Linked DNA regions of Mus musculus: region 1 is linked to region 2. The links are chromatin contacts, called in public HiCAR-type maps. All regions are on one chromosome and are shown on one strand. The core of a region is the stretch at or near the end of the contact, and the rest is flanking DNA. Distances in the headings are between cores, read along the strand shown.

Region 1 (2,975 bases), core at 275-2,774, 130 kb before region 2:
CAAGTCTAACACAAACTTTTTTCCGTGATCTCTAGATATATACACTTTGAATGAAAACAGAATTTGTAAGTCTTTTTCAAGCTGGTTTCAGAAATTTCAGAAAACTGTTCCCACTGCATTGCGTTAGTCAAAACAATTTGTAAAATGTTACCTATGAGTCCATAGGTAGGGAACTAGTCTTCATCTTGATGGCAATATACCATTTGTGTAAGGCATGGGAAAAATTGTTGGAAGACATCTTTGTCAACAACCTACCATTTGCTGGACCTTTTTGTCCTCAAGCCTACTGTGAACAATTAAATTCCAGGTCATCAACTAAATAAAAACACTGCAGACTTCACAATGTAGCATCTAGGAAGATAATTCTTAAGGATCTACTATGTGCTAACTTCCTAGTGTGAGGGACACTGAAGAAAATTACCCTTAACTCAGCATGTTTGTTGATGGGCTGACTTGCCAAGGTGAAATTCCAGGAATTTCATCAAATCACATGAAGAAGAGTTCCCATCGACATCACTACACTTTTAGGACAAAGTACTTTCTCCTTTGGCACCTCTTCCTTTATGGGGGTCATAGTCCTTTTGCTTTTTATGGAAAACGAGGCCTTAGAATAAACGAATAGAGACTAATAGCTATCCATTAAGGCAAGTTTGTTATGAAAGGTGAGGAGAGCTCCTTCTTATCCTGTTAATTATTGTGTGATAGTCTTCAGTCCATCACACGCCACAGAAATAAGTGTTCGCTGCTGTGTCACAGGCACACAGGAACATCCCTTCTACTTGCATGCTTCCCAAGTCCGATGATGCTTCAAGGAGACTACCCTGTTGTCACAAACCCAAAGCCAGAGCTCAAATTGATTTGGCTCTAAACATATTTAGGACTAGAAAGAGGGAGGAAGCCCTTAAGAACACATGTGGAAACCGAAGTTTGTGGGCCCTTTAATTCAGTTCTGTAGTGCCCTTGCTGAGTGCTAGCCTTCCTGAGTCACCACTGGCTATTTCTGCCAGATCTCTTCCAAGATTCTGGTTCCTTCGCAACAGGTGTACCTTTCCCTTTCTCCAGCCCAGATCTCGATCCAATCCCTCAAGGATGAAGGGAATCACAGAGGGGTGTTAGAGACTGGCAGCAGCTCTGTTACCTTCCATCAAAAGGCATTGCTTTTGGTTCTCAGAGCAGAATCAACCCCCAAAGTCACAATGCTCAAATACTGTGGAGCAAAGGATGGAAGAAAATGTCCCAATGTCCAGCCTCTGCTCCGGCTCCCTCCAGTTTTACATGCACAGCCTTTATTTGCACATCAAATGCATTTGACTATTTCGTAAACCCTACTTGCTCCTGGAAACTTTCTTTTTGTAAGGCTTAGTGAATGGATGTCAAGAGACACATCCAAAGAGAGCACTTAATTCCTTGTGGAAACAGGCCATCGAAACGCCCTCGTTTGTTTGAGTCAGAGGCCTCTCTACAGAACGTCGGGTTCTGGGAATTGATCAAATCCAAGAGCATGGGAGGCAGATGAGGTCAAGGTCGCTGCAGCCCTGCATGGCTAGGAATCAGCTAACTGTTGCTGTGTGGGTTTCTTTTAATGATGTGCAGTGGGCTAATAAACAGAACATGCTCGAGTTTTGGAAAATGAATGAAGCCTAGTACTGGAAGACTCTTGGGTGGAGTGTGCTAAACCTCTCCTGAGCCAGGGATGGGACCTCTGAGGTTTCTCGTGGAAACTGTAATATTTGTGGATTCTAAAATAGAGAAATTGGCCAAATCTTAGAAGCTAAATGCGAGTGACTCATCTGGGTTAGGTACCTCCCAGGCCACATAAACAACTCTGGGCCATTGTCAGTGCTGGAAATGTCCTTAGGTGAGCTCTGACAATTAGGTTTCAATTTTTAGTGACTGTGGCAGAATTGACTGTACTGACTCTTTGCTCCTTGGTTGTAAAACCAGTGATAAATAAGAGTGTCCTCCTCAAATATGACAGAAAGAAGTGGGGGCTCTGTAGCCATCTGAACATGTGGCACATAGCTCTGCCCTCAGACTTCGCTATATGCATTGGATACAGGTATATGTATATGAGCTATGTTAAATGCTATGTTCACTTTAGACAACAGCAGCTGGACAGAGGTGCCAGCAATGGTAGTGGAATGAAACCTGCCTCCCCTCCACCTGCCTTCCCCCTCCTCAGGGTGAATCTTGCAGGTTTATCTCATTGTTGTAACAACCAAATCACTCCCTTAGCAATGTGGTGGTATTCTAAATATACATCTTGTGACCAGTGAGAAGAGGAGGCCCAACATCATGTGAACTGTTAAGAAAGGATAGTTTAACCTTTCTGTGGGCTGGAAATGAAGACTTCAGGTACCCACTCACCTAATCACCCAGTCATGTCTTTAATGAGTACCAGTTGTCTATGCTCCAGGAGTGACACCTGGGAGCTCTCTCTAGGTAACGCAATAGTTTCATGCATCTTTGTCAATTTCCTCTGTGTATTCTGGATGACTGCCCAGCCAGACATGTATATGTCTTCATGACAGACTATGAAATAGGCAAAGACCATGCTGTGTAAGGGACAAACTCCAAGGCTGAAGCAGCAGAGGCTCCATGCGATCCTCTGGATCCTCTGGAGTGAATGTTTCAAGGAAATCAGTACCTAATCCTTGAAGGGACTCAGCCAGTGCCCAGCAATAACAGTACATTCTCCATTCCCGATGACGAGAGACACTCAACGGATACCGCAGTACTGACACAGATTCAGAGAGCAGTTTCCTTAAAGGGCGGCAAGTCCGTATGCTCTTTTAGGATAAAAGGGAATTAATCAGCCCTGTGAATCAATAAGCAAGTCAAGTTACATAAGCACCATGCTTGTGAACGGATGACAAGACCAATGGAAAATATCACCCAACTATGATTATAATCAAAAGCAAAACTAAAATTGAAATACATTGTCTGCATCTAGAACATCAGTATCCTTAATTTTA
Region 2 (2,700 bases), core at 170-2,669:
TTATGTGTGTGTGTGTGTGCGTGTGTGTGTGTGTGTGTGTGTGTGTGTGTGTGTGTGTGTACAACGGGTATCAGAGTGTATCATTCATGTAGAGGTCAGAGAACAACTGTATGGAGTTGGTTCTTTCCTTTTGCCTTTAAGCCGATTTCTGTGATCAGATTCATGTCATGGCATTTGAGTAGCAAGCACCTTTACCCACCAAGCCATCTTGCCAGCCTCTCATTGCTTCATGAAGCAGTATGAGTGTATGGTAGTTGTACATATGCATAAAGGATGCTTTAAGAGTTAACGAGAAACCACAATAACTTACTATTAGGTTAAATCATTCATTCAGAAATTGGACTCCTTCCTAGAATACTCATCCCAAAGCAAAAATTGTTCTTGGATTAAAACTCTGGGTACACTAGTGCTTTCTGGAGAAGCACACACTAGGCCGTCTTGATTCATACACCATTTTGAAATGCAAATCTGTCTCTGAGAGATGGCTCAGTATAAATCCACCTCCTTGCTAGAAAAAGGAAATGACGGACATTGATACAAGATCATACTTGAAAGGGTCAGCTTGTGGCAGCCATGATTCTTGGTGACCACCAGCAAGAAATTTGTCAACTAAACAAAAGGGGACCAGAGCCATGGCCACAGTTTAACTAGGAAGACGGTCAGTGACTTATCAAGCATATTGCTCTCCTGCCACGACTCACCCTGAACTTGCATGAAGCTCTGCAATGACACATGACCAATGATAATTCAAGACCTTTCTCTGGTTGTACATGGTAGAAATTACAACAGCCGGTTCCAAGCCTAAAATAAAGAACTGCACCAGTTTTGTTGAGCTGAAAAAAGAATTCGTTGGCTCATGTAAAAGATCACAGTTTAGTCTATTAGGATGAAGAAATTGACCTTGAGTAAAAACAAAATATATAATGTATTTTTAGTGTAGGAAATGTTATGTTTCTGTGATCATTTAATGGGACCAACTTAACCTTAAATAATCGTCATTCTGTTAATAAATACGTTGGAACCAGACTGGCAAGGAGAGTTTGAGAAATCCCCTAAGCTTGCTTGGCTTTTGTGTTAAATGATTTACCTTCATGGGGGAAAGTTGTGGGCACAAAAGCATGGGAATTTGTTTGCTATTGGACATTTGCCCTAAGCACATTTTGCAAAGAAAAGTCATTTGTGTATGGAAAAACAATATTCTGGTCAGGAGAAAGCGCCTATGTGTTTTGCAACCAGAAGAATCCTTACAGAGCTCCAGTTTGCCTGCCAATGTTACGAGGAGTCTTTAAAAAGTTAAAATAGCAGAGATTATAGAGTCCACATGTTGGCTGACCTGTTTGTTGTCCTTTCTGGAAGAGCTGTGAGAGTTGAGGGTACGCAGCGGGGTGGGGTTCCAGTAGGTGGGTCACAGGGGGTTGGGTTCACATTTGGTTGTTTTCCATGATTCCATTAAATGAGAACTGATGGAAGCCCTGGAATAAGACTGGGAACATCTTTCTGGCACTTCTGAACAAGAGTCACTTGACCAAGAATTATCCCATGACACAATTGCGGAAATAACAATACGCACGAGCCCGAGACTGTACCGCAGTCAAGTGCTGCACGTCTCTATACCAAGAGGACTGCGTCTACCTCCCTGATCTCCCCTCTCTCTCAGCGGGGCATCTGGGTCACAGGGCTGGGCTCTCCTTACCCCCTTGTTATATTTGTATCCCTCTTCAGCTCCAGTCTGAAAACCCACTCCACCCCGTTGTCAGACCGTTCTTCTGGCCTCCGTGGGCTTGCCGGCACACATGACCATTCATAGACACACATGCATTGTTTTAAGTGTAAAATGTTATCATTTAAAATATCTTGTTAACACACACAAATATAACAAAGTAATGGTGAATTCATACAGGCGTATTACCGCCCTCTATTATTCTGTTTTAATCTTTCCATTTCCCCTTAAATCACCAAGAGTTATTCTAAGTCAGCTCTCTGTTTCTAGAACTAAGAAATGGTTTCCATCTTTGACCAATTTTATGAGAAAGATTGTCTTGAGCCTTGATTTTGCATTTTGGGTTGTTTTTTTTGGTCTCAGTGACCCCTGCGGGCATTTAAAACATATACTTTAGTTCCTCACAGTCCAAATACTTTTTAAGGGGTAATTTCTGCCTACTAATGTTGCCTAGCAACATAGGAAGCATGCCACCTTATAGAGATGTTGACTGAAAGTCTGGGCATCGAAGTGAAGAGAAAATTCCAGCACCATATCTGATGGGCTGTGTACACCAGCTCCTTGGATTTGGCTCTGTGAGTTATGAGAACATACCAGAAATACTTGCTTCAAAATCGTAATGCTAGATACCTATTTCCCCCACAATCTGAGAGATCCCGGAGGATCCCGGAGAGCCTTGCAAAGCTATGTATCTTTAGCATCTAAGCCCTGTGCCAGAGGCATTGTGAACTCCGAGGAAGTGGATCTTGACTAAAGGAAAACTGAATTGAGTAATTCCACTGCAGAATGACAGAGTCTGGGATTGTCACAGCTGAAGCTGTGATGCCCTGGCCAGCAACTAGGAGGGAGGGAAGGAATTCACTTCAAAAACATGAAAACCTTTGTGCCCCTTCCATCTCTGGCCTCACTCAGCATGTTTTTCTTGAATCCATCCATTGGTAGATAGCTGTTTCTTTATTTTAGTTTATTTTTATTTTTAT

The links. HiCAR-type assays count read pairs that join an accessible place to other places.
Region 1: a contact with region 2 is called in a HiCAR-type map of fibro-adipogenic progenitors, with 2.7 times the contacts expected there. The contact joins two enhancer-like sites. A contact is called at or near these places in 1 of 15 datasets of contacts at CTCF or cohesin (embryonic stem cells), 11 of 484 Hi-C or Micro-C datasets (embryonic fibroblasts, embryonic stem cells, myocytes and 4 more) and 1 of 115 datasets of contacts at active chromatin or transcription factors (fibro-adipogenic progenitors).

Annotation. Positions count from the first base shown.
Region 1 is chr1:185,820,985-185,823,959 of GRCm38.p6, reverse strand. No RefSeq gene overlaps it. Among named protein-coding and RNA genes, the nearest start is that of Gm35023, 200 kb to the right of the region's middle. Within about 2 kb of position 1,524, at least 5 of the 459 cell types and tissues checked have an H3K27ac peak or open chromatin away from gene starts, as enhancers often do. A contact at or near this core is called in fibro-adipogenic progenitors, where this site is marked.
Region 2 is chr1:185,687,415-185,690,114 of GRCm38.p6, reverse strand. No RefSeq gene overlaps it. Among named protein-coding and RNA genes, the nearest start is that of Gm35023, 70 kb to the right of the region's middle. Within about 2 kb of position 1,419, at least 3 of the 459 cell types and tissues checked have an H3K27ac peak or open chromatin away from gene starts, as enhancers often do. A contact at or near this core is called in fibro-adipogenic progenitors, where this site is marked.